Regions from separate parts of the Sus scrofa genome. Here all the other regions are linked to region 1. Evidence: chromatin contacts called from public HiChIP or PLAC-seq data. All regions are on one chromosome and are shown on one strand. The core of a region is the stretch at or near the end of the contact, and the rest is flanking DNA. Distances in the headings are between cores, read along the strand shown.

The links. HiChIP or PLAC-seq counts read pairs in DNA pulled down with a chosen protein or histone mark.
Region 2: a contact with region 1 is called in an H3K27ac HiChIP or PLAC-seq map of alveolar macrophages. The contact joins the promoter of ABCB10 here to the promoter of RAB4A in region 1. A contact is called at or near these places in 1 of 5 promoter capture datasets (liver) and 2 of 2 datasets of contacts at active chromatin or transcription factors (alveolar macrophages and skeletal muscle).
Region 3: a contact with region 1 is called in an H3K27ac HiChIP or PLAC-seq map of alveolar macrophages. The contact joins the promoter of NUP133 here to the promoter of RAB4A in region 1. A contact is called at or near these places in 1 of 5 promoter capture datasets (fetal liver), 4 of 47 Hi-C or Micro-C datasets (adipocytes, embryonic fibroblasts, fibroblasts and 1 more) and 2 of 2 datasets of contacts at active chromatin or transcription factors (alveolar macrophages and skeletal muscle).
Region 4: a contact with region 1 is called in an H3K27ac HiChIP or PLAC-seq map of skeletal muscle, with 5 times the contacts expected there. The contact joins the enhancer-like site here to the promoter of RAB4A in region 1. A contact is called at or near these places in 2 of 5 promoter capture datasets (fetal liver and liver), 23 of 47 Hi-C or Micro-C datasets (adipocytes, adipose tissue, alveolar macrophages and 13 more) and 2 of 2 datasets of contacts at active chromatin or transcription factors (alveolar macrophages and skeletal muscle).

Annotation. Positions count from the first base shown.
Region 1 is chr14:60,526,115-60,532,953 of Sscrofa11.1, forward strand. RAB4A (ras-related protein Rab-4A) reads right to left here and starts at 2,435. Exons shown (of 8, transcript XM_001925483.7): 1 at 2,091-2,435. The coding sequence starts at 2,121. LOC102163174 (a long non-coding RNA gene) reads left to right here and starts at 2,515. Exons shown (of 4, transcript XR_002338974.1): 1 at 2,515-2,869; 2 at 4,449-4,546.
Region 2 is chr14:60,305,909-60,312,747 of Sscrofa11.1, forward strand. It overlaps ABCB10 (ATP-binding cassette sub-family B member 10, mitochondrial), which reads left to right and starts at 3,985. Exons shown (of 13, transcript XM_021072390.1): 1 at 3,985-4,500. The coding sequence starts at 4,023.
Region 3 is chr14:60,349,474-60,356,312 of Sscrofa11.1, forward strand. NUP133 (nuclear pore complex protein Nup133) reads left to right here and starts at 3,947. Exons shown (of 26, transcript XM_001928164.7): 1 at 3,947-4,262; 2 at 6,714-6,832. The coding sequence starts at 4,081. LOC102162612 (a long non-coding RNA gene) reads right to left here and starts at 3,854. Exons shown (of 3, transcript XR_307553.3): 1 at 3,765-3,854; 2 at 1,544-1,606; 3 at 1-340.
Region 4 is chr14:60,370,866-60,377,704 of Sscrofa11.1, forward strand. It overlaps NUP133 (nuclear pore complex protein Nup133), which reads left to right. Exons shown (of 26, transcript XM_001928164.7): 11 at 331-488; 12 at 2,335-2,426; 13 at 6,521-6,684. Among named protein-coding and RNA genes, the nearest start is that of NUP133, 21 kb to the left of the region's middle. Within about 2 kb of position 3,441, at least 9 of the 83 cell types and tissues checked have an H3K27ac peak or open chromatin away from gene starts, as enhancers often do. A contact at or near this core is called in skeletal muscle, where this site is marked.

The DNA of each region.
Region 1 (6,839 bases), core at 1,185-3,684:
AGGGAACCTGACTTACTTTGGGGAAACAATGCTGTGCAAATCTACCAATGATAAGTGAAGGTGACAGCTTAGGACTTGGTTTGGGGTGACTTTTACTTTGGGTTGGTACTTTCAAGTGCCATACTTGCGCTTTCCAAAACTAATTCTCTGTTAGCTTCATCTAATTTCCTCTGATGGAGGAAAGGATTAAATTTAGTTAGTGAAAAGTAAATGTATTTGGAAGGTATTATGAAATAAGAGCACTAAAGTTCAAAGCCTTATGGACAGAATTTGGTCAGTTATTTTGCGACACTCAATGAACTCTGTCTGAAGTAGAGATGCCATATTTTTTCAAGGGTGTCATTTCAGAGAAGATAAATGAAACATAAAAGCTCTGACTTCCAGTCCTTCTCACTAACTCATCACCCTACTTGGCAAGTTTTTTTTTTTTTCCCCTCTTGTGGCATGAGGAAGGTCCCAGACCAGGGATCAAACCAGAGCCACAGTAGGGACTTGGACAGCTGCAGTGACAATGCCAGATCCTTAACCCACTGACCCACATGGGAACTCCTCCATTTGGTTTCCTGAACTTTCTAACCCTCCCTTACGCTTTTTTATCCAGCTCACAGAAAAAAAAGTGTGGGGTAAGGAGCACTTGAAAATAAAGCAAAAACTAGGAGTTTCCTGGTGGCAACTTCCTTGTGGCAATGTTAAGGATCTGGCGTCACCACAGTGGCTCAAGCCGCTGTTGTGGCACAGTTCAATCCCTGGCCTGAGATCTTCCACATATCTCAGGTGCAGCCAAAAAAAAAAACAAAAAAACAAAAAAAGAAAAAACATAACCAAAATTTCAACACTTGCTGGAGAAGTGATGTCCTTTATGGAATCTGACTGTGGCTCTCTACAGAGAGAGGCAGACCTTGTGCATGTGAAGTGTGGTAGCATCAGACTCTGACAATACTGATCCTACAACCAGGGATGCCCAGTGGGACTTCCTAAGCCTTCCAGGAACAGATTCCTGCTCTCAGTGTTACTGAGAACAAGGCCAGCCCCAGATGCACTCCTTTTACAGGGACTCTGCAGCCCTTGGGGGCTGGGCCTGTGGGGACAGGTTAAGGCTGTCCTGGCCGTGCTGGTCAGGTCAGGTTTCTTTCTCACATAGCTTTAGAGACCACATTCCTTCAGAACTCCCACCTGGGTTCTTAACCCATCTTTAGTGTCACAACCAGATTAACACTGTACCCCCTACTGGGCTGTGAGTTCCCTGAGACCAGAGAAGTGCCTGTGGTGAGTTCTGCAGTGCTGAGGCACCACGCCATAAAACCAGTCCACATCTATCTGTTGATGGGAAGGAGCAGTAGGCCAGGACAAATGGAGGCAACAGGACTGATCTGACTAGAGGTAACTGAACTTGTGCATCTCCAGGGACTGTAAAACCCAAATCAGTCTTTACCTGAGAATGCATGCTTCTGAAAGAGAGATCCCAGACTAGCAAACACCTCTGCAGCCCTGACACAGAGCAGGGGTATACTACATTGTTTATTTTTACCACATAGGATTAAAACAAAAACAAAACATAATCGATGAATTGGAAAGGCTTTCTTTCACTCAAAAAACCTCTGTTGGGCGCCTCCAGGTTTGGGTGCTACCGAGGAAGCAAAGATTAAGCAGACAGGGCTCTGCTTCAGAGGTGTTTGTAAGTAGCCATAACGCAACCTGAAAGGTCCCAAGAGGAAGAAATGGATGAAGTCGCCTATCGACAAGCCCTTCTTGTAATCCCACTGCAAAGAAAGGAATTCCAAGACAGGAATGGTCAGACTGCAATAGTTGAGGAAGGAACACACTCAATTGAAGGCGTCGCCCTAAGTCCTTCACAACTCTAGCTGGGAACAATACCGCATATGAAACCGAATCTCGAACTGGCTTCCCAAACCCTAAGCTGTTGATGTTGAGTAAAAAAGGAAAACCCTACCGGCGTGAACGCGGAGGAGAAGCAAAAGGACACTCGGAGAAACAGATCACGTAGATGCGCGACCCACCGCCCGACCCACGCCCCCGACACTCGGATCCGCATCCCCGCGGCCTCCGCCCCGCCGCCCCCCGCCCCTTACCGTAGGTCTCGGACATGGCCGTCTGCGACATCTTGGGAGCGGCACCGCCTCTCGCCGGGTCACCGGCTGCAGCTCTGGCGGGGCCGGGGCCAGGAGGCCGGGGTCGCCCGCCGCGCCTCGGTGGGGGACGGCGAAGGGCAGGGCACTGGAGGAGGGAGGGGCCCGCGGTCCCCACGGCAACTGCCGGCCACCCCGCGGATGCGGCCCTGCCGGACTGCCGGCTCCGCGCAGGCGCACGGCCCCAGCTCCCCCGCCGGCCTGGACGCGGGGGAGGAGGAGGAGGAGGAGAGGGGGCGCGGGGCCCGGCCCCCAGCCCGCGGTCGCGCGTGCGCGCGGGGAGGCCGGGGCGGGCCTAGGGGCGCAGAGAAGCTGGGGCCGGTGCGGGCGTGGGTGGTAACGGGCGCGGGCGGGGCGGGGCGTGTGCGCGCAGAGACCGGACGCGCGGAGGGGCGTGGCCGGCCCAGTCCAGGTCGCAGGGGCGCGCAGGAGCTGGGAAGGGCGCGTCGGGGCAGGCGGTCAGCCGGCCCCGGTGATTGGGACTGGGACTGTAGGGTCCCAGCGGGCAGAGAAAGCCATTACCTGCCCTGGGGAGAAAGACAGTCTTGCCAGGTTGGCCGCCACCTCAGTAGAGACTTCTTCGTGGTTACCTGGCGTGCTCTGCCAGATAGAGACTTCCTCTAAGCGGTAGTGACCTGTCGGGGACGTGGTGAATGTGTAACCAGGAGTCCGCAACCCCAGGAGTCCGCAACCCCAGGAGTCCGACTGGAGGCCAACCCTAGGTGCGGGGAGGCGGGCTTACCGCGGGGGAGCTGAGCTCCGCTCAGAACCTGCCAGGCGCTCTTGGGGGGCCGAGCTGCTGTCGGCGGGACCGTCAGAAGCTCAGATGTGCGGGCTCTGAGGAAGCCCCAGAGGACTAGATATTGGCCCCACTGCTCGGCATTCAGGGGACTGAGGCCCCTGGACCGGAAGCCCCTCTTGGCGGGTGTTTGTCTAAGGGTAGGAGTCGCTGGTTGAACATTTTGATTTAAGGAGCACAGCTGAATTCAGAATCCCTTTCTGTGGGAAAAGTAGCCATAAACCAAAAAGTTGACTGGGAAGAGGACTTTGGTTGGGATTTTGCTCCATTGGAGCATGATCAGAGCCACATGGCATCTCATAAGACCCAATCCTATTCAGGAGTTCCCGTTGTGGCTGACCAGTAATGAATCCGACTAGTATCCATGAGGACGTGGGTTCAATCCCTGGCCTTGTTCAGTGGGTTAAAGATTGGGAGTTGCTTTGGGCTGTGGTGTAGGTCTCGGAGGCCTCTGGGATCTTGCATTGCTGCGGTGTGGAAGGCCAGCAGCTACAGCTCTGATTTACCCCAGCCTAGGAATTTCCATATGCTATGGGTGTGGCCCTAAAGAGACAAAGAAAAAGAAGACCCAAGCTTATTCAAAAGACCCAGTAGAATCCTAAAAACACGCCCTGGCTAAGCTCCCAAGTGGCTTGGCTGTGGGGGGAGTACCAGGAAATACATTTTTTTCAAGTCCATTTGGCTCTGTCCTCTAAATTGGCATCAGGCCTTCCATTCCCTGAGCCCTTTCGCCTCCTCCCCAATGACTCTCTGGCTCTGCATCACTGATTCTAATAGAAATAGATATCCTTGCTTCTAAATCGCAGAGAAGGCCACCTGCTGAAACATGGGGAGGACCGTAATACCCTAGAATTATTCTGCATGTGTCCCTTGTTCAGTGGCTTGGACACTGTTGCTTTCTTATTTGGCTTTTCCACAGGTCAGGTTTGATTTTCATTCCTGAGTGTATCAGACAGACACTGATTAGAACTATGTCAGAGGAAAGATGGTGATCCCATTCTTTACATTGAAGTTTTCTTCCTGTTGGGAACTTCTGTGGATAATAAGAAAGGAACCACTAGATTATTGACTGAAACTGGACCATGTGATGTGCGAAACCTGAGCAGGGTGATAGAAATAAAAATTAAGCAACGATTTCAAAGCTGAGAGCAGTTTTCCTTTCTGTAGAAAACGAATACTTAGGCCTTTGGGAAAAACTATTTGTTTTGCGAAAACCACCCAAAGAAGCCATTTTTGTGTTAGTTTGCAAATATAAAGCCAAATATCACAAGTTAGAAAGGGAAGTACTCAAGAACTGAGGTTTGAAGGAGACAAACTTCCTTGAATAATAATGTGAAAGTTGATTTGCATCTCAGTAACTTTGAATCTTTGAGAGATGATACATTTCTCCTAGATATTCTTAGAGACAGCTTTGGTTCTGAGGTACTGTTGATTATGTAGAAGGAAAACTTATTGCAAAATTAATTTGTGTTTTCTCCAATTATTTTCTCTTTTCTCTTCAGGAGAAGTTTCTAAAAGCCTAGGTGCATTGGAGATTCATCTAAGGGAAATGAAAGGAGAAGGATTTCTTCCAAAATAGGTCCTGCCCACACCTCCTCAGGTCAGTGGCACCTAAAAACACCTGGTACTTTCCTTTTTGTTCCTGGGCAGTGCCTCCCATTTAGTGATAAATTAGGATCCTCAGGGGCTGCCAGCCTCACAAGGAGTCCTGTTCCCCAGGACTGGCAGAGGACCATATGGGTGGGGACAGTGGCATCACTGGAGGGACCAGTGGACAGGTAGACTCCTAGGCACAGCGTCAGGCCTAGAACAGTGGCCTAGCTCCCTGCAGAGGAGCCTAGAAAGGCCTAGGGTTGAGAATCCAGCATGACTCTGACATTCCAGGGAGCAGTGACTTTGGGAACGAAGGGATGTGGCATGTTTGGAAGAGCCAGGCTTGGCGGAGGACCTTGGTCAGTCTGTGTCATGGTAACTTTCCTTGGTAACTAGAGGCCAAGAACAAGAGCCAATTTGTGTTTGAGTGTTGAGGGACTCAGCAGTATATAGGTGTTACTTTGAGAAAGTGCCAGTTTGGCACAGGTCAGTAGAGGCTTGAAAAGGTACCTTAGTTAAACACCCATGATGACACCTGTGACATATAACGCATGTCTTCAAGGCGGAAGAGGCCTCAGAGGCTGCTGAACTGGTTTACCTTCTAGTGCCAACAAAGTGACCTCTCTGATGGGACATGTGTGGTGTTAGGGAAAGTTAGTCAGGGTGGGCTGAGTTAGCTGTAGTAACGAAGATGTCCCCACATGCTTGTGACTAGCACAATGAAGTTCATCTCTCACTCAGACCTCCTGCCCAGCTTGTGCTGGTGAAGACTCAGCACCAGGTGGCATTTGTAGATCCAGGATGCCTCACAGTGAATATGGAGGGTCAACTATGTATTTATGGGAAAAAAATCAAGGTATAAGTGGACCCATGTAGTTCAAACCCACATTGTTTGAAGGTCACCTGTATTCACATCGAGCAACCATCACTGTCATCCATCCACGTAACTCTTTTCATCTTGCAAAACTGTAACTGTGCACTAACTCCCATTCCTCTCACCCCCAGCCCCTGACAGCCTCTCTTCCATCTTTTGTCTTTACGAATTTGACAGCTCTGTGTCCTCATGTGAATGGAGTCACACACTTATCCTTCTGTGATGGGCTTATTCCATGGAGCATCATGTCCTCAGAGTTCATCCATGTTGTAGCACGTGTCAGAATTTCTTTCCTGATGTTCCACTCTGTTTTTACCACATTTCCCAGCAAATTCCCCTTTCATGGGTTTACTAAGACCAAGCGTTTTATGTTGAGTCACATGGTTACCATATCTAGGACTCCTCAGCCTCTGGTGTGAATTCTGATCTCCAAGTGCAGTCATTTCCCTTTTGCCTGAAGGATTTCCCTTGGCAGATCTGGAAGCACACGTCTGCTGGTGATGAGTTTTTCCAGTTACCATATGTCTAAAAAAAGTATTTTACCTCTGTTTCTGAGTGATATTTTTGCTAAGATTAGATTTCCAACTTAACAGTTTTTTCCCCTATTACAATGTTTTGGGGCTTACGTTGTTTCTTACATTGTCTCCTGCTCACCTCATCTTTATTCCTGTGTATGCCCTGTATCTTTTATCTCTGCCTGTTCCTAAGATTTTATCTTTATCATTGCTTGCAGCAGTTTGATTATGATGTACTCTGATGTGCCTTGATGTGGTTTTTGACATAGTCTTTGGCAAGTTTCATTAAACTTCTTTGGTCTGCAAGTTTATAGTGTTTATCAGATTTTTAGTTCTTTCAGTCATTATTTCTTGAGTTATCTCCCTGTCCCTCCCTCTCTTCTGCATTGATGACCACATCATATAAATGTTGGGCCACTAGAATTTGTTTATAGCAAACTGCTGTTCTGTTCATTTCTGGCCAGTCTTTCTTTTCTTGTTTCATTTTGGATAATTCCAGTTGCCCCATCTTCAAAGTCACACATCCTTCCTCCAGTGTCTCATCTGCTGTCCGTCCCATCTGTATATTTTCCATGTCAGACATTATTCATCTCTAGATGTTCACTTTGAGTGTATGTATGTGGTCCATGCTCTGTCCTTAGCCTCACCTCTAGTGTCTTGAACCTGAGGAATATGTTTTAACAATGGTTTTAGGAGTTTTCTGGCTTGGTGTTGTCACTGCTCTGACTCGGGTTTGATCCTGGACCTGGGAACTTCCACATGCCTCAGGTGCTGCCAAAAATAAATAAATCATGGTTTTAAGGTCATTTTCTACTAATTTTATCATCTGAGTAATTTCTGAAACAGTTACTATTGATTGGCCTTTTTCCTCGTTACAAGTAATATTTTCAATGCCAGGTAATGTTTGATTG
Region 2 (6,839 bases), core at 2,735-5,234, 220 kb before region 1:
GATCGAGTTAAGAGAAAAGAAATGTACTAGTAAGAGTCAGATAGTGCCCTATCCCACCTCAGACTGTAGGCCAGGGAAGCTGTTGTCTGCTTCCTGTGTTCCGTGGGCCTCTCCTGCTGTCTACCTGGTCGCTCTTTGAGAGCCACAAACCCACAGGTGGATCTGTTCATGAAGGAATCCCGACTGCTCTCAAGTTTCCATCAGAAGATGTCCTTTTTGAACTTGACACCTGTTGGCCACCTAACCTATTAAGAGTGTATTCACTGAGGGTCAGATTTTACTACTTGGTTCAGTCACCCCTCCACCAAGAGGCTGTGTCTCTCTGTGGGCTGGATTTTAACTTCTGCTTGTTGTCTCAGAATTAATGTGCAGCCTTTCCTTGCTTTCCTGAGGTATTCTGTTCTCTCAATCCAGTCACATCTAAGTGGTTTGTTTCCTTCTTTCCCAAACATAACTTAAGAGCATTTCTTGCCCTTTTCAGTGGCAACACATTTTATCCTAGTTTCTAAAAAGGCAGTGAGAAATTATCTTTATTTTATTGTATTTTATTTTATTTTTGTCTTTTTGCTATTTCTTTGGGCCGCTTCCGTGGCATATGGAGGTTCCTAGGCTAGGGGTCTAATCGGAGCTGTAGCCACTGGCCTACGACAGAGCCACAGCAACACGGGATCGAGCCGCGTCTGCAACCTACACCACAGCTCATGGCAACGCCAGATCCTTAACCCACTGAGCAAGGGCAGGGACTGAACCCGCAACCTCATGGTTCCTAGTCGGATTCGTTAACCATTGCGCCATGACAGGAACTCCCAAATTATCCTTATTTTAAAATGGGGAAAAAACATGTAATTGCCTTGCATTACTATGACCTTCTTCTCCCTTTATATTTAACACACACACACACACACACACACACACACACACACACACACATTTAGAGCAGGCCATGCTTTTTATTTTATTTTTTTTTGGTGTGATGACTATATAAGTTCGGATGATCCTTCAGCTAATATTTATTCCCTACTTCATTCCTCCATTGTATTTTTTTTTTTTTTTGGCCACACCCAAAGCATGAGGAAGTTCCCAGGCCAGGGATTGAACCCATGGCAGAGCTGTAACCAGAGCCACAGCAGTGAAAACACCAGATCCTTAACTGCTAGACCACCTGGTAACTTTTCCCCCATTATATTTTTTAAAAAGAGCAATGGATGTTTTCTTCAGAGTCAATGCTAATAAATAAATTCTTTGGAGTTTTCACCATGGCACAGTGGGTTAAGAATCGGATTGCAGTGGCTTGGGTCGCTGGGGTGGCTTGGGTTTGATTCCCAGACTGGTACAGTGGGTTAAAGGATCCAGCATTGCCAAAGCCATGGCTCAGATTTGATCCCTGGCTCAGGAATTTCCATATGCCACAGTTGTGGCCACACACAGACAAATTCTTGCCTTGTATGTTATATGATAGCTGGGTGGGTTTTTACTTAAAAGCATGAAAATTTTGTCAGGGATGATTGTTTTCAGATTATCATCTGATTTACAGAAATGGAAGCAACATAGAACTTTTGTTTTGTTATGGTCACACTCATGGCATATGGAAATTCCTGGGCCAGGGATTGAATCTGGGCCGCAGGTGTGGCAATACTGGATCCTCAACCTGCTACGCCACAGCAGGAACTCCAGAGTTTTGGTTTTTTAATCAGCTACACTACCGAGCTATTCTTCCTTTGACTCTAGGCCCCAGAGAGGAGAGCGCTGGCTGAAAAAGCCTGGTGGACTTCATTCTGGGGAAGGCAAAAAGCAAAGGCCAGTCCTGCCTTTATCAGCCCTTACAGCAGCAAGTTCTCTGGAAAGTAAGAAAAAGAAAAGGAAGATTAGAGTTAAAATTGTCACTTTCTCTCCAACTGGGAGAAGGTTGACATGATGTGGGATATTATGAGGTACTGTATCTCTCGTTTTATTTATTTGTCTTTTCAGGGCCACACCTTCAGCACATAAAGTTCCCAGGCTAGGGGTCAAATCAGAGCCACAGCTGCTAGCCCACACCACAGCTCACAGCAAGAGGATCCTTAGCCCACTGAGAGAGACCAGGGATCAAACCTGAGTCCTCATGGACACTAGTCAGGCTCATTACTGCTGAGCCACAGCGGGAACTCCTGTATCTCCCTTGTTTTCAGAAGTCAGTCACCTAACAAGATCTTTCCAGTAGCACATGCCTACTCATGAATCAGAATGTTAAAACTCCATCATACTTTGCATTTCAGAATGCAGACACCAGTGAAAGGCTGACCTATGTTAACCTCGGGGAATTCCATGCCGCCCTTCGGGTCTTAGAAGGTGAGGCTTAGAGGATGGTATGCTTCCTTTCCACAGGGGGATTTAGGGTGTGATTTAATCCCACACCATCTTTCCTTTATTGGTACTTCCCCTCAAAAGCCCTACATTCTTTACCTACCAGGGCCTAAGTCAGGTGAGGTGAGGCACTGTCCTGGGGGCAAAATTTACAGAAACTCAAAACAGTCCCAGTAATCAAGATAAGTGATATTTTAATGGAAAAAACTTTAAAAAACCAGAGTTCCCATTGTGGCTCAGGGGGTTAAGGCCCGATGTTGTCTCTGTGAGAATGTGGGCTCAATCCCTGCTCTGGTTCACACAGCTAAAAATCAGGCACTACAGCAAGATGTGGTGTAGGTCACAGCTACAGCTCTGATTCCACCCCTGGCTGGAGAACTTCCATATGCCACAGGAGTGACTGTAAAAAGAAGAAAAAAATTAAAAACCAAACTGGCAAACAACTTTGCTAAATGCTTGATTTTTTAAATAGGTTTTCAGGGCTCGATCAGGGTGAGAAGAGAGAGGCAGGATCCTGCAAGTAAGTGCAGGGGCAGATCCTGCCTTTGAAACTTTTGCTATATTGTTCATCATGGGTTTTTGGCATTAATTTTAATTTTGGGGGATCTTTTTTAGGGCCACACCCACAGTATATGGAGGTTCCCAAACTAGGGGTTGAACTGGAGATGTAGCTGCTGGCCTACACCACATCCACAGCAACTTTAGATCCAAGCAGCACCTGCGACCTACACTACAGCTCACAGCAATGCAGAATCCTTAACCCACTAAGCGAGGCCAGGGATCCAACCTGCATCCTCATGGATGCTAGTCAGATTCACTTCCGCTGAGCCACGATGGGAACTCCTAACTTTGATTTTTTTTAAAAAATTTGAACTAAAATGTCTGATCAGTGACTCGCCCCCCCAATCAATAAATATTGCAACTGAGGCAATTGTCTCTCAGTAGCAGCCTCATTCGAGTCTCAGCCTGTAAAAACACTAAGTCACCATAAAGCTATCCACCTCATTCAAGCACGATTCTAAGATTAGACCTAGGCCTCAGCGTACAGAGGCCCCACCGCTAAGTCTCCATGTCCCCGTGGGCTTCAGACCCTCTCCTCCCGCCTTCCGTGCACGTGCACGGAGTTCTGACGAGTCTTCTTGCTGGGAGCAGTCGGCGCGCTTCGGCCACGTCCACTTCAGCATTTCTGTCCTGCACAACGCCCTCCAAGTCCGCGCCGACCTGCGGGGGCGTCCGGTCGGGTGACGCCCAGCACAGAACCCGGGGACACCGCCCCGTCCTGGCCCTCACTGACAGCCGCGTCAGGGTGCCAACCTCGCGCGACAGCGTGCGCGCGCTCCGCGGAGCGAGTCGGCGTGAGAAAGGAGCCTCAGCTTCTTCCGGAGAGGATGAAGAGCGCGAAAAGGCTTCCCCGCGCAGTGGGGCGCAGGCGCAGCGGCGCACGGCGCTGTCCTCGGCCTGGTCCGCAGTCGCTCCGGAGGCGTGACCGTGCTCGGCCGCCCGATTGGGGGCGCTGCGGACGGGCGCCGGAGGCGGGCGGGGACTCCCGGGGGTGGTCCGGGCTCGGCTCGCCTCCTTGGGGGCGGGGATGGGGCGGGCGCGCCCGTCCCGGGCGGCGAGCGGCGGCCGCGGCCGCTGGCTAGGCGGCGGTCTGAGGCGCGCGGGTCAGACGCGGCGCCATGCGCGGCCCCCCTGCCTGGCCGCTGCGGCTGCTCGTGAGGCGGGGCCCGGCCTCCCGCGTCCCCTGGGCCCGGCTGCCGCCGACGCGCCTGGGGTCAGCGCCACCTTGGGGCGTGGGGCCGGGGCTCCTGGCAGGTGGCGGGACCGCGCGAGGTCCACACGGCTGGGCTGGCGGCTGCCCGGGCGGGGGTGCCGGCGGCCCTGCGGGCGGAGCGGGCCTCTCGCGGCTCCTGGCGCTGTGGGCGCGGCCCCCGGGCCCCTCCAACTGGGGGGCGTCCGCCGGGCCCAGCGCCTCAAGACTTCTGCGCGCCGGGTTCCCGAGCGGCCCAGCCGTGGGCGAGGCCAAGCGGCGGCCGGACTTGCGCGCGGCCGCGGCAACCCCCAGACACGACCCGCCGCTGCAGCCCGCTGCTGCCGGACGCTCGGAGGCCCAGAAGCTCCTGAGGCTGGCGCACCCAGAGCGCCGGAGGCTGGCAGGTAGGGCCGCCCCGCCTCCCGCCTCCGTCACCCCGCGGCCTCGCGGGGGCGAGGTGTTGGGGCCACGGGAGAGGGGGAACACTGCGGCGGAGGGACCCTGGGCCACTCGAAACGGTGCAGAGGGACGAGGTGGCCTTTCACCTGGGCATTTCTACTGGGACGTGTGGGGCAGAGCGTGCCTCGCAGTAGCGTTGTCAAGCCATTCCGGCCAGCTGGCCATCAGTTCACAGAACTGTCGGGTGTTTGTTTTCTTAGCTTGACACGGGTTATACAAGGGGATCGTATCTCAATATTCTAGTGTTTGGGTCTGTTCCGCTTTCACTTTGCCAGCATTCACAGAATGACCTGGGTCTTCCCCCCCCCCCCACCCGCTTTGTAAAATTAATCCTAGCACCAGATAAACCTGTTTTGTCATATGAACTTGCACTTAAGAAACAAACCAAGATGTTATTTACTTTAGGTAAGTTTGTTAAGTAGTCAACAATGTTTTTACTGTGTGAGGCAGAACAATCTGAGTCTTTCAGATTTGTCTCATAATTTTGCCTACTTTTCAGAAGAGTCAGCACTGGCCATGATCAGTGATCTGTAAACTCCAGGAGCTTTGAGAAACTAGGTCATAATCCTTTCAAAATGAATATTTTTAGAAAGAAAATCCAGATAAAAAGATTTTTCTATAGCTTCTCATTTTTAGCTATAAATGGAGAAATGTTTAAATGCAAGGGCCTTGTAAGAGCTAAAAGGCTTTGAGATTTCTCCACATCTTCATTTCTTTAATATTTATTGAGCCTCCTTGTGTGCTGAGCCCTTGGGTTACATAGAAACATCCTGGTGGGGCCTGCAGCTTAGTGGGGGAGACTCATTAATGAAAAGATCTTATGACTAGAGATAAACTGTAGCTGTAATGAGGGCTTGGAAAGAGAGCCTGTGCGTTTTTCAGATGCAACACTTGGAACAGGGAAGAATCCCACATTCTTTGCTAAAAATTCATTGCTTTAGAAAGGATAGTCCTAGAGAGTGATTCACGATTGAGGGCAGGTTGGTGCCATGGAGGAGGGCAGTTAGAATGGGAACATTTTACCTTTTACTATTATTAAAGTTTAGGAGGATTCTTGGTATCATTGACATATAAAGAGAATTATCTCATCACTCAGTTGTGTGCATATTTTGATGGGAATAGCATTTTTTTTCTTCTTTTAAAAGAAATATTTGAGACTAGGTGTTTTCACTGGACTGTGAGCTGCTTGAGAAAGGGACTGTGTCTGATTCATCTTTCTATGTCTAGTTTTTCGCACATGTGGGACACAGCAGGGCTCAGGGTACCTTAAAAGAAGGAATAAATGATGGTACGATAAGGCCCAGATTGAGACCTAAACTTAGAAACCCTGAGTACTTTGGGGAGTGTCCATCCTTCTTGTACATAATTAAAAGTGTAACAAGGAGTTCCCATTGTGGCTAAGCAGGTTAAGGACCCAACATTGTCTCTGTGAGGATGTGGGTTCAATCCCTGTGTGTAGGGTCACAGATGTGGCTTGGATCCAGTGTTGCTGTAGCTGTAGCATAGCATTACAGCTCTGATTTGACCCCTAGCCTGGGATCTTCCATATACCACAGAAAGTGTAAGGAAATCCAGTTTTGTTTCACTTCTGAAATTTTAGATGTCAAGAAGTTTCTTTTTGTTTCCGTTTTTTTTTTTTTTGGTGGGTTTTTTTTGTTTGTTTGTTTTTTGTTTTTTTTTTTTGGCATGTGTAAAAAATGTGGCAGGGATCAAACCTGTGTTACAGCAGGGATCCAAGCCACAGCAGTGACAATGCTGGATCCTTAACCCACTGAGCCACCAGGGAACTCCCGGAGGTTTTTTAGGTTCAGACTTTGCTGGTGCTCTGCTATGTCGAGTAGCACAACTGTGCCTCTCCCATGGTCATCATCCCTGTATGCTCCTGCTCGTTCCTGTCCCATTCCAGCATGCCCTGCCAGGCTAATATGCTGAGAAGACAGCCTGGAACAAGGCAGGAGCTGTACCTCCTTTTACTTAAGAAGGGGAACTATTTAGATCTGCTGCATTGAATAGTTGTGAATATATAATTTGAGGAAAAAAGTGTAGGGTTGGTATACCAATTTCTTCCACCTTTTAAACAGATAAATGTGGAGTTCCTATTGTGGCTCAGAGAGAACAAACCCGACTAGTAACCGTAAGGATGTGTGTTTGATCCCTGGTCGCTCTCAGTGGGTTAAGGATCCAGCGTTGCTGTGGCTGTGGCATAGGCTGGCAGCTGCAGCTCTGATTTGATCCTTAGCCTGGGAACTTCCATATGCCACACCTGTGGCCCTAAAAAGCAAAA
Region 3 (6,839 bases), core at 2,697-5,196, 180 kb before region 1:
TGATATTTGTGTTCTCTAATTCTCACAATTGGCCACTATTAGCAATTTAACAGATGCTCAAAGAGGTGCCACATTGTCAAATAGCAGAGGTGAGATTTAAAGCAAGTCCCATTTAACTCCAGGGTCTATACATCCCTCAATTACTACACAGTAGGTATCAAAATACCCAAAGACAGCAGCATCAATAACATCTGCAAGATGCAAATGTTAGAAAAGCTGCAAATTCTCAAGCCTCAGCCCAATGAGTCAGATGCTGAGTGGGGCTCAGCCAGCCCTCCAGGTAATGATGTGTGCTTAGATTGGAGAGCCGCTGCACTGCATTGGCCTTGCTTCTGGATATCTAGATAAAATAAGATAAAAAGATAAATAAGGGAATGGTAGCTACCAGGAAAAGGTTAAACACTGAGGAGAGACAAAGAAGCACTTGTGCTGCCTCAAAGCGCGTATCCAAAATATCTTCTGTGCCAACTGTCTTCTCCACTGTATACCCAGGAGCTAGACCTCCATGGATGATACAAATACGCTCTCCCTCACACTCTGGCCTCCAGAGATGGCAGGAGGCAGAACGGCGAGGTTGCACTACTTACCTCCCCAGTCCCTTTCCTTCTGTGTTGCCTTGAGTTGGCTGCATCTCCTGACTCAAGCCACGGCTCTGGTAGCTGGCCGTTTTTCAGGTCCTGGTGACCTTATCCTTTCTTGACTCATCTGTTTTTAGGAGCCTCAGGACTCTATACAATCCCTAATCGTCTTTTTTAAGGATTATTTTTATTTTTATTTTTATTTTTTTTGCTTTTTAGGGCTGTGCTTGCAGCATATGGAGGTTCCCAGGCTAGGGACTGAATCGGAGCTGTAACTGCCGGCCTATGCCACAGCCACAGCAATACCAGATCCTTAACCCACTGAGTGAGGCCAGGGATCGAACCTGCATCCTCATGGATACTAGTGGGATTCGTTTCCTCTGCGCCATGCTAGGAACTCCCCCAATGATCCCTTATTAAACTCTTTACCTAGCTTGAGGATGCTCCCTTTCTTCTCTAGGATCTTGTTTGAGTCTACAAGTTCTTCCTGGGCCCTCATTTCTCTAATTTCCTCCAGTTTTAGTCACTTGACAAGTTGTTTGGTTGTTGGTTCAAAGTTCCTGGTCTGCACCAAGCTCTTTGCTGCTTTGGGACTTTTGCCTGAGGACCCACTACTCCAAACACTCTTCCTCCTGTGCTTTGCCTGGTTGACTGCAAGTCTCAGCACAGACATACTTTCTCTTGGAGGACTTCATGGATGTTCCTCCAAAATCAGGTGCCCTAGTCATTCTCTATCAGAGACTCTGCTCTTTTCTTTCATAGACACATCTCAACTTGTAGTTGTGTACTTAACTTTGTATTCATTTGTTCAGTACCTGTCTTTCTTACTAGCCTGTGATCTCCATGAGGGCAGGGCCCCTGTCTGCTTTGCTTACAGGTATAAGCCTTGCACATAGCCTGGCACATGTAGGTACTTAACGACTCCAGAATAAAGGAAGGAAGGACTTGGCGTGCTGTCTACTCACCCTCCTTCAATAGAACCAGGGCAGTTATTCTGAGTACAAGGTGCTGGCGAGTTGTTCCATATCCTGCAAACAGCAACTTTTATAACTGGACGGTGGGCAAACCACTAACCAGTCCAACAAAACCCAAGAACACAGATACCCTCTCACACATGACTACTCTCACACCCCAATCCCTCCAGTGAGAATTAAATGAGGGGGAAATGCCCAGGGCTATAAAAGCTATAAGACACAAAAACGAGGGGCAAAGTGGGTTATAAACCTAAAGGAAGAAGGAGCGAAGTAGCTGGCCTCTATCACCTTTGAAATGACTCCCAGGTGCTATCGATGTGCCCAAAAGGATGGCTTCTTCGGGGAAATGCCAACAACTAACACGCACATTGTGGTCTCCCACATATGTCTATGCCGGTGTTTACTTAGCCATTCCCTATTTCAACAAATATTTAATGAAAATCTATGTCCCTGTTATTGATAGGGACAGAGTAAAGGCACAAAGTAGGTGATTAAATAGTTAATTCCACTAGGGGGTTGGAAGTAGAAAAAAAGTATAGAAGACCCCAGTAAATTAATGATCACTCAAGAAAGCCATGCAAGAGAAGCATGAAGACATGCCCCAAACAATAAAACAATGGTGGCACGAGACCTATGTCCTGCCCAGTGAAGTCAATAAGTTAATGATTCCTAGGACATGCTTTTCTGCGCACACTAAAAACAAAAATACAGGGAAAGGTGACATTATACTGAAACTGAGATGATTTACCATATTTAATATCTGTTTACTGCCTTTTTGATCATTTCCAGTGCACCATGACAGTCCTAGTTTGACCATGTAGGGATAGTAAAACTCCCCTGCCCAACATGGAGAAGGAGCTGATGATGGAAGCCTGATGTCTACTCAAGAATAAGAAAGTGGTCTTCTCCTCCCTCTTTTGATTATAAAACTGTAGTTCTGGATGCAGCACTCCCTTGCTCACCCACTTGTATTTCTCCCAAGCGTCTTGTACTAACTGAACTCTTCCCTTACCCGCCACTTTGACTCTTAGCTGAATTCTTTCTGTGCGAGACAGAAAAATCTACACTTTACTAAGTTCTGAGAATGTGTTCTACTGGTTTCATTATGGTGTGCACAAAGGTAAGAGCTCTTAAGACATTCAAATGGAGCTATGTGAGAGATGTAAGATAAACTACTATTATGCAGGGTAAAAATACTATAAATAGCCTCCATGTAGGAGCACAGGGGGGCAAAGGATAAAGGGATACTTAGACCTGTGGGAGGCTGCCCTGAGAAGACAGCACTGAGGTAAGAAGATGTACGAGGCAGCCGCTTGTGGGCAATGGGGAAGGGAAGGCAAAAAAAAAAAACAAAAACAAAAACAAAAAAAAAAAAAACCATGCCAGGGCACTGGAAAGGGATATGGGTTTTCACTCTTGGACTGTAGAGTGCAAGTGAGAATTGGTGGAATTAGACTAGGGACCTAAGAGCCAGCCAGATTTAAATCACAAAGAACCTTTCAAGGGAGCTTAGCCCAAATTACGCATGGGTATAAGTGGGCCACCAGAGCATTTAAAAGTCCAAGAGCATTCTCTGGTTTGCCTTAATTCGTTAGGATGGCAGCAGGGAGGACAGCATTATAAGACTACACAGAGGCAAGAGGACCAAAAGAGAGAGAGAGTGAGGAAGAGAAGAAAGGCTAAAAAAGAGGGAAAAGGTGAGCACCTGAACCAGAGCAGAGGCAGCGCAGATGTGGCTCTAGTAGAGACACTCAGGAGTGCCCTGTACCAGGATGTTACTGTGTAGGTGAGTGTGAACAATGACCCTAGGACAGAGCTCTTTTTTTGCCTTGGCAACTGGCCAGTTTTACCAAATGGGGCAGAGTTGGGAGTAAGATAGGGGTCCCAAAGAAAACATGAAACCAGCTTTCAAGGAGTGGATGGTGAGGAGAGTGCAGGACATCGGGTGAGAGCATCCATTAGGCAGCTGTTAGAAGCCTGTGGGTTTTGAGCAGGATCTGGTTAGAGACAAGGACTTGTGACGTCACTAGCGTGGATGAGACTGTTAAGAGTTGAATGGGAAAATGACATAGAGAATAACATGTAAACACTTCACAGTTTTTCTCCCTTCTCAGCTTGGACCAGGGAAGGAACACTTTTCATTTCCCCAGAGATTCAGGAAAAGCCAGCGTGCAGATGCTTTCCGTTCCAGCTACTGGAGGGTCAGCCCCACCTGTGGGACTCGAGAAGGGCACCAGGCTTCCTAGGTTCATTCCCGGGAAACTCGGACTCGTGCGATCCGCTGGGCACTCACATCTGGTACCTCTCGCCCTCCAAAGGCCGCCGCCTCGGCCACGCCCCGCAGCTTGGCGCTGCGCTTTGACGTCATCACAGAGTGCCCTGCCTGGTCTCTCCCGCCATCCCGGACACGCCCCGCGGCTTGGCGCTGCGTTTTAACGTCATCACCGTGTGCCTTCCCCGCCCCGCAGGTGTTCAAGCTTCAGCCCCGCGGAGGCAACGCGCGTTTCTTGTCGCTTCTCTCTTCCAACATGTTCCCGGCCGTCTCGTCTCCGCGGACCCCGGGGCCTGGGGCTCGTAGGGGACCTCTGGGGGGAGTCGGGCCAGGCTCCACACCCCGGGCTACCAGCAGGAAGGGTCTGGCCCTGGGGTCTGCGGTCAGCTCCCCGGTGCTCTTCTCGCCCGTCGGCCGTCGTAGCTCGGTGAGCTCGCGGTAAGTGATCGTCCCTGGTTTAGTTCGGCGACCGATAGGCTCACTGACCTCCAGAAGCCACTGGAACCGGGGACGGCATGGGGGACGCCTCCGCCACCCTTGCTTTTTATTTCAGCCTCACTCGAATTCATCACTTCTTCGCTTTGCACTTTTCTTGAAATTACCTTTGTATGTAGGTAAAGAACAATTGGATTTGATTTAGTGGCTACGTACCTCACTTAGTACTCTGTGATCTGCCTGGTGTAGGTCACTTAGGACCTCTTCATCTGAAATGGAGAAAATGATACCTGACCTGAGCTTTCGAAAGGAGGCAGTATGAAATGCTACAATTCACATGTAAAGTGATGGTGGGAATGGGGACCTGAAACCCTGCAAAATCATTGTATATGCCTAACATAGTGCCATTAATATTTGCTAATTGGTAATTAAAGATATTTTAGCTACAGAAGTTAACTTTGTGGCTATATTAATAGGGAAAAGGCTTTCCATAAACAGTGAAATAAGAAGAGCAGTTGTGTCAGGAGTTCCCTTTGTGGCTCAGCCATAATGAACCGGGTTAGTAACCATGGGGTCGTGGATTCCATCCCTGACCTTGCTCAGTGGGTTAAGGATCCCGAGTTGCTATGAGCTGTGGTTTAGGTCACAGACGCCGCTAGGGTCTGGCATTGACATGGCTGTGGTGTATGCCAGCAGCTACAGCTTAGATTCGACCCCTAGCCTGGGAACTTCCATATGCCTCTAGTGTGGCCCTGAAAAAAGACAAAAAAAAGAATAGTAGTTGTGTTACCAAATAAAAGCATGGCACACCAATCCGCATCACTCCTGAAACCATGCTCTGCATCCCCCCTTTCATAATTAATCTGAAATTTTAGAACATGCTGTCATGTTTCTTGAGTGATTTCCTTTGAATTCCTCTATCAAAAGTGAATTTTCCTCTTCAAGAAAGTGGTAATTTTTTTTTTTTTTTTTTAAAGGGCTGAACCTGAGGCATATGGAAGTTCCCAGGCTAGGGGTTGAATTGGAGGAGCTGTAGCCACCAACCTGCACCACAACCACAGCAACGCAGGATCCAAGCTGCGTCTGCATTGGCCACCTACACCACAGCACCACAGCTCACGGCAACACCAGATCCTTAACCCACTGAGTGAGGCCAGGGATCAAACCCTCATCCTCATGGATGCTAGTCATTTCGTTAACTGCTGAGCCACGACGGGAACTCCAAGAAAATGGTAATTTTGGGTTTTGAACTTATAGTTAAGATTTATCTATAGAAGTTTGCAGTACTTTTTTTTTTTTTTTTTTTGTCTTTTTGTCTTTTCTAGGGCTGCATCGGCAGCATATGGAGTTTCCCAGGCTAAGGGTCGGATCGGAGCTGTAGCCGCCAGCCTACGCCAGAGCCACAGCAATGCCGGTCCGAGCTTCATCTGCGACCTATACCACAGCTCATGACAAGGCCGGATCCTTAACCCACTCAGCAAGGCCAGGGATCGAACCCGCAACCTCATGGTTCCCAGCCGGATTCGGTTCCACTGAGCCACAACAGGAACTCCAAGAAGTTTGCAGTACTTTAAAGGAGAAATGATTTTTAGAGACTACCCTGTATCCTTTTTAATAATCCTCTTTTGCATTTTACAAATGCTCTTTTAGTGGTGGCCTTGTCATTGTTTTCTACTCCTTTTGAGAAAAATCAGTGCATAAAAGTCACACTTTGTTTTTAAAAAATTTCATCTTACCTTTTGGTGATCCTTTAAGAAAAACCTTTGTTGTAGTACTCTGTCAGGAAACAATGCTCTCAACTACTCTCTGCATCTCCTTGTTTAATCCTGTGATAAGACGTAGAATATGTTTTATACTGATAAATTGACACTATTTTTCTGTGAATGTTAAAAAAGAGAGAAGGAAATATAGTTTCTACTGCCACATCTGTTGTTGACCAGGAAATAGCATCTACTCACGACCCTATTTAATTTCTTGATTTGGATTATATAGAGTTAGTAGATTATTTTAATTCCAGATCTGATGGGAAGTTAATCTAACCCAATGTTTGTAAAACTTTTTTGACCACAATGTATGATAAAGTCTATATTCTGTTTTTCAGAAATGTTGATTGAGACCCCCCCAAATGACCTATAATTTGAAAAACACTGCTCTAGTTCAAACTTATTTCACAGCTGAGGAAGCAGAGTTATAAAGAGTTTACATGAATAGATCATGCATCTAATTAGTAGAGATAAAAATCTGAAGCCAAGTATTCCTAGATCCTGTCAGTCTTTTTTTAATGAACAATAAATTTAACTACACAGTATACATGAGCCAGAGTTTTATACTTCGTCTTTCTTTGTGCTTATCAAAGATATTTTTTCTTTATTGTGAAAATATAATCATAAAAATTGTAATGGATAATGGAATATTTTAAGGTGTGGGTGAAATAACATGGTCTCATTTTTTTAGAGGAACACCTACACGCATATTCCCACACCACTCCATAACTGAGTCTGTGAACTATGATGTGAAAACGTTTGGATCTTCTCTCCCTGTTAAAATCATGGAAGCCCTAACATTGGCTGAAGGTGGGTG
Region 4 (6,839 bases), core at 2,191-4,690, 150 kb before region 1:
CCTTCCCTGTTGCTTACTCAGAATGTGAAGATAGAATTGGGCGAGAAGATCTGTCCCATTGAAAAGCTGTTATTCAGAGTTTTGCAGAGGGAGCAGTTCTCTCTTCCAGTTCACTGTACTCACTGCTCCTGCAAGGCTAGTTTTATTGTCCTCAAGTTGAAGGTCACAGCCTCCTACTCCAAATGGTGATGAGCTCTTGATTTTGGATACAGGCTTACAGAGCTGAGTTCAGAGTAGGAGTAATGCAGTAAGGGCTGTCAGGATTTCCCGCCCAGGGGAAAGTAGTTTTTGTTATGTAGACTTGATTGTGTATCTTTTTTTTTCTCATAGGAGACAGTATTTTAGGAGCTGGTTCCTGTGGTGGTGTTCCTATCCTTTTTTCTAGAAACAGTGGATTGGTGTCTATTACTTCAAGGGAAAATGTGTCCATATTAGCAGAAGACCTTGAAGAGTCACTGGCATCTTCCATTGCTGGGCCAGGCAATGAGGTAACCCAGTTCCATGAGAGGCAGACATTTTTGTCAGGGTGTTTCTCACAAATGCTTAGAACTGGCGTTTTAAAGAGCTGAGATGAATCCACTCATTCTTGTATCCCCCTCATCTCCTTTGGCCTCTTTTGCAGGAGCAACTACTTTTTTTTTTTTTTCTTTTCTTGCTTTTTAGGGCTGGACTTGCCACATGTGGAAATTCTCAGGATAGGGGTCAAATCGGAGCTGCAGCTGCCAGTCTATGTCACAGCCACAGTATTGCTAGATACAAGCTGCATCTGTGATCTCTACCACAGCTCATGCAATGCTGGATGCTTAACCCATTGAGCAAGGCCAGGAATTGAACCTTCCTCCCGATGGATACTGGTCAGTTTGTTTCTGCTGAGCCACAACGGGAACTCCAGAAGCAGCTACTTTTAAGGCCTTTAGCTCTTTCTTTTGGTATTTTCCTCCATATTTCTAGGTACTCTGTATACATTGCTGTCTCTTATTCACCAGTTTTAGTCATCTGTTGCTCTTCTATTATGAAAGCTGAGGACTTGGGGTAACTTATACCTCTCTCTGCTTTATTATCCCAGTATAGTTTATTTTTCCATTATAATTAACAATGTGAATATTATGTATAATCCAGAGAACAGTATTGCTCTGATTACCTTTCGTTTAGTGTAGAATCAATTTTGTGTGATCCTTGGTGTGTATAATTGCCTAATTTTGTATTTGCTTACTTCTCTTTAATATCTGGCTCAATCTTCCCAAGCCCTCTGGAGGCCCTGTAAGTGCCTTTCAGTACAGCTTTGCCCACAGGCAGGTCTCTTTGAAGCCCCACCCCTGCTGTTCTCCCAGAACTTCCCTTTCCTTGTCCTCCGGTTCTCCTCAGAACCTGTCCCTACACCACACAGGTCTGCGTGCTCCCTGCCCTGTCACCTACCCCACTTCTGGTTTCCACTTCCTTTGTTGTAGTTGGAACCATAGTTTGGGTGGCAGTGTTTCTTTTTCTTCTTGTTATTCTATGAGTTTTTTTAGGGGGTGGGGAGTGGGGTAAGGACCATCAATTTTTTTTTCCCTCTCATCTTGAAACCTGAAATACCCTGATTCATAAGGTTTTTATCTTCTTTTATAGGAGCTGCAAAATTAATATTGTTTGGGGTAGTTTCCAAATATATAGTACATGAAATATATAGGTAATTTGTGTAATTAAAACTTAATTTGTTACAGTTTCAACAGAAAGTAATGTTTTTTTAAAACTTTTATTCTTTTGTTATTGTGGTTTTGGTACTGTTAGATGTTCTGAAGCTGTCTTACAGTGTTCCATTTCTTTTAAGTTTCTCTAAGTTTTTCTTTAAGCCTGAAATCAACCATAATGCTTAGAAATATACTCTATGCTGAGTTGTATAAGAGTAAACCTAGGCCACAATAAATAAATAAATAAAAATAAAGTTCCCTGGTGGCATAGCAGTTAAGGATCTTGTGGTGTCATGCAGTGGTTGTCAGGCGTTGCTATGACTTGGGTTCAATCCCTGGCCAGGGAACTTCCACATGCTATGGGCTCGGACAGAGAAAAAGGAGTAAACCTATAAAAAGGTACTGCTTTGGTGAAATCCCCAAATCACTTTACTCACAATGTAATCCCTGAATTATATATGTATTTTCTATAGATTTTTAGTTGATCATTTGCTGTGTTTTATCTTGTTTCAATAAGTGTCTTGAGTATATTAACCATTGGTATAGAGACTACGGTAAACAGCTTGTCTATGTTGTTGCTTTTATAGGTGGGTCCAGTTTTTAATCTAATAATTAGGAGTATTCTTATACCTTCATATCTAAATTATAGTTTACTGTTTTGCAGAGTGTGGTTTTTGAGACCTCTACGAAGAATGAAACTATTGCCCACGAAGATAAAACCAAATTGCTAAAAGCTGCTTTTCTGCAATACTGCAGGTATGACAAGTTTTTTTAGTTATGGTTTATCTGATGTCCAAGGACACATTTTACTGACATTTGCTGCTTATTTGTTGACTAGTGGAAGCGAGTTTAAGGGAATGAGGCCATCAAGGAGAAATGTTTTTCTGAGCTTTAGCAGTTGAACAAACCATTGTTTTGAGCTTAGTTAGCCACAGGAGGATTCCAGCCAGGCTAGGAAAAACCCATGATGAAACATATGCTTTCAACTCAATGGAAACAGTGTCCCGTTAGAAATGGAGGTCGTGGAGTTTCCTTTGTGGCACAGTGGAAACGAATCTGACTAGGAACCATGAGGTTGTGGGTTCAATCAACTCCCCTTCGTGGGCTAAGGATCTGGCATTGCCGTGAGCTGTGGTGTAGGTCCCTGGCTCGATCTGGTGTGGCTGTGACTGTGGCATAGGCTGGCAGCTATGGCTCCGATTGGACCCCTAGCTTGGGAACCTCCATATGCCACAGGTGCAGCCCTAAAAAGTAAAAAGAAGAAAGAAGAAAGAAACGGTGGTTGTGAAGCTTGGGGGCATTTTTTATGTATAACATAAAGGCACTCAAGTTGCATACAGAGGGTTTCCATTGGTGTTGAATGGGGACTGGACTCGGCTAGTTGAGTTTTTTGTGTAGATATCACCATAGAACTTAGGGCTTATGTAATACAGCTCCTGGGCCCACGATCTGGTTGGTTGTGGCTGGGCTCGGGTGGCGTTTTTCCAAGTGCCGTCTGGCCTTGCTCATGGTCTGTGTCAGCTGCTTGCTGTCTGGCCACACTTGCTTGCATTTCGGGGACCTCAGCTGGTCAGCTCCATCTGCTTCATCTAGCAGACTTGCCTGGCCTTGTTCACACACCTCAGGGTCCAGAATAAGTACAAGAGGACACACACTGGTGTTCTCGAATCTCTGCTTGGGTACATTTTTAAAATCCTGCTGGCCAAGGTGAGCCCCATGGGGGGAAACACTCACGGTGCAGGTGCGCACAGGGGTGGGGAAGCCACTACTCAGTCTGACACACTCGCTGACCCAATAAGGCCATTTCAATGTGCCCTGCACATACACTCTGTGTATTATTATGCATCTAGTACCATCCTTAAAGGTATATTTATATTTGAACACTAGAAGAATTTTGATCCAGCCCTTGTTCTCCCCTGATTAGCCATGTGAGACTTTGGGCAGATTGCTAAGCATTTCTGGGATTCTAGTTTAGCAGATCTTTATTCTGAAGAAGTGACTTGACTGCAGTCATCTCCCCCATTCTTAACTCATGATCCTGTAATTCCCCTCATGGTAGAGCTGATAAACAGAGGTTCACTCTCAGAGGAAGGGTAACAGTGAGACAAGTTGTCGGCTGTCAAAATGATCTACTCAGCTTATTTTCTTGCCAGAAGAGGGCACCATTAGATAAGTTTTTTTTGTTTCTGTTTTTAATCTCACTCTGTTGCACGGTGTTCAGTGTGACTGCCAAGATTTGAATTGATACTATGATTTTATCTAGTATAAGTTTATCCTTTAACAATTATGTCAGGCCTGTGGCATCTCAAAAGTGAAATGGTAATGGAGTCATTGTATTAGTTTCCTGTGGCTGCTGTAACAAATTGCCACCAGCCAGGTGGCTTAAAACAGTAGAGGTTTGTTCCCTAGCAGTCCTGGAGCCCAGACCTCCAGAGTGAACGAGCCAGCAGGGCCCTGCCCTTCTGAAGGCTCTCGGGAAGGAGCTTGGCTGTCCCTGTCCTGTTTCCTAGCGGTTCCGGGTAGTCGGCTCCCCTTGGCGTGTGTAAGTGTCCCTCAGTTGTCTCCATTGTCACCTGGCATTCTTCCCTGTATGTCTGTCTTCACATGTCCTTCAGAGAGTGACATCAGTCACTGGATTTAAGGCCCACCCTAATCCAATAAGACCTCATCATAATTGACCATATCTTCAAATACCTTCTTTCCAAATAAGGTCACATTCTGAGATTCTGTGTGGCATGGATTTGTCACTTCTAAATGTTTCACTGGGAAAGATGACTAAGTATGAAAGGAGATCCCTGAGCTTAAGTGCCAAGAGCACAGTCACCTTTGGAACAGTGTCATTGGGCCTCTAACACAACTGAGCCTTCTGCTTAACCTGTTTAGCAGGGTTGAAGTACTTCAAGGTTAACAAGTAATCGTTTCCGGGTGGTGTCAGCCAATGGTCTTAATGACTTTTAGACTCTGCACAAATGGAATTATAGTACCTCTAAAGCAGCATTTCTCCACCTTGTCACTGTTGACCTATGGGGCCAGGTAATTTTTGTCATGGGGCTGTCACCAGACTTGTAGTGTTTAGCAGCAAACCTGGCCTCTTCCCACTTGATGCCATTAGTGTCATTCTCCCTAGCCTGTGACAACCAGAATTCTTTTCAAGGGGTCCAAATTGGTAGGTGGAACACTAAACTTATCTGTCTAGTTTTCTGCTAAGGTGATGTGACTTTCTTTATGGGATGGTCTCTTTGAAATTAATTTTTGTATATTTTGATTTTTCTGTACGTAATATAAATATAAAACCTTTTGTTCATGAGAGTTTTAAGAAACTTAGTCTTTTGGTTAAAATAGTTCCTGATTGATTGATCTTGCTTTGTCCACTTGGCCTGTAACCTATACCATATTTAGGTGTTTAGCTTCAGCCTTGCCTTTAACTGTGTTAAAAGCAGTGTTTTTGTGTCCCTGTGGTAGCACTGTCTCCTGTTCTTCCAAGAAACCTTTTCAGCCCTTTCTCACCTCCTTCCCCTTCCCCTCTTTCTGCTCCTTTCCCAGCCTGAGCAGATGACTCAGCTTGTTCCAGAGATAATGGAAGCCATCCTTGTGCTTTCCACCTACAAACTTCCCTGCCTCCCAGCTCCTTTCCCTCTTGCCCTCCCTCTTTTTGTCTTAGTTCTGAATGTTCCTGTCCTTTTCTATATCCTTGATCTTTCTTGTGCTGGCTTCTTCTTGCCAAGACTTCCCTCCCGTGTCTCTTTCTCACACCTGTCTCCTGGTCCCCTTCCTGCCATGGCTGTGCTGGTGGAGACTCCTGTTCTTCCTTGCCTGGATCTCTGCAGTCACTTCCTAGCTGGAATTTTCTTTCTCTTGTCTCTTCCTCTAGCCCCAGAGCATATTTGAAATGGTCTTTTAAAGATAGAATAGATCATGACGCTGCCTTCTCAGTCAGTTTCTTTCCACTGTCCTTATGACTAAGCTCACACGCTGTCCCATGGTTTATGAGTCTTCTAGTTGGTGTTGTTTCTAGGAGGTCTGCCCTGGGCCTGTCGTCCCACCCCTCCTGGGTAGTCTCCTTTCCTGGGGCTTCCATTCTCCTGAGTTGCAGGTGTGTTTGCTCAGAAGCATGACATGTTCTCTTTGCCACCACGCACCCCTCCTGTGGTCATCCCAGCCTCCCTGCACTTCTTCCTCCAGGACGTGTCCCCTGCCCCTCTGGTGCTTTTGGTCTCCCATCTGTGTGCCCTGTGGCCTCTGCTATTCCCTCTCCTGGTGCGAATGTAGCCACTTGTTTAAGTGTCTGGCTCTTGTGCCACTGTATACTTGGTGATGTCTTGGGACTGTTTCCTAATGTTTTGCTTATTGTTCTGTCTCCAGTGCCTCCATATTGTAAGTGTTCAACATATATCTGTTGAGTTAATTAATGTATAATGGTTCTCTTCCTTTTTTTTAATTTTTCATTTTATTTATTTATTTACTTATTTATTTTGCTTTTTAGAGCCCCACCTGTGGCATATGAAAGTTCCCAGGCTAAGGGTCCAGTCAGAGCTGCAGCTGCTGCCCTACACCAGAGCCAGCAACACAGGACCTAGCCACATCTGTGACCTACACCACAGCTCATGGCAATACTGGATCCTTAACCCACTGAGTGAGACCAGGGATCGAACCCACATCCTAATAGGTACCAATTGGGTTCATAACCTACTGAGCCACAGCAGGAACTCCCTGGTTGTCTCCCTTTTAAGTAAATGTTACAATAAAAGTAATAACTTTGGGATAACATATGGGATTTTTAATTTCACAATTAACTTTCTCATGTTTAGTACTTTCACTTTTAATACTTTTGTTTTCCAATTTTATTTCAGAAAAGATTTAGGTCATGCTCAAATGATAGTTGATGAGCTGTTTTCCTCTCACTCTGATTTGGACTCTGACCATGAACTAGACAGAGCTGTTACCCAGATCAGTGTGGACCTGGTGGACGATTACCCAGCTTCTGACCCACGCTGGGCAGAGTCTGTTCCCGAGGGTAAGAACATCCTAGTGTGAATGTTATGGAGTGAGTTGTTTTGAGAAGAATATTCTGGTTCTTTTGTTAAAGCATTTCTCGATGTATACTTCTTATTTTCTGAAACAATTTAGTATGAATTTTCAGTATTTTTTTAAAAGGTTGTAACTTTCCTC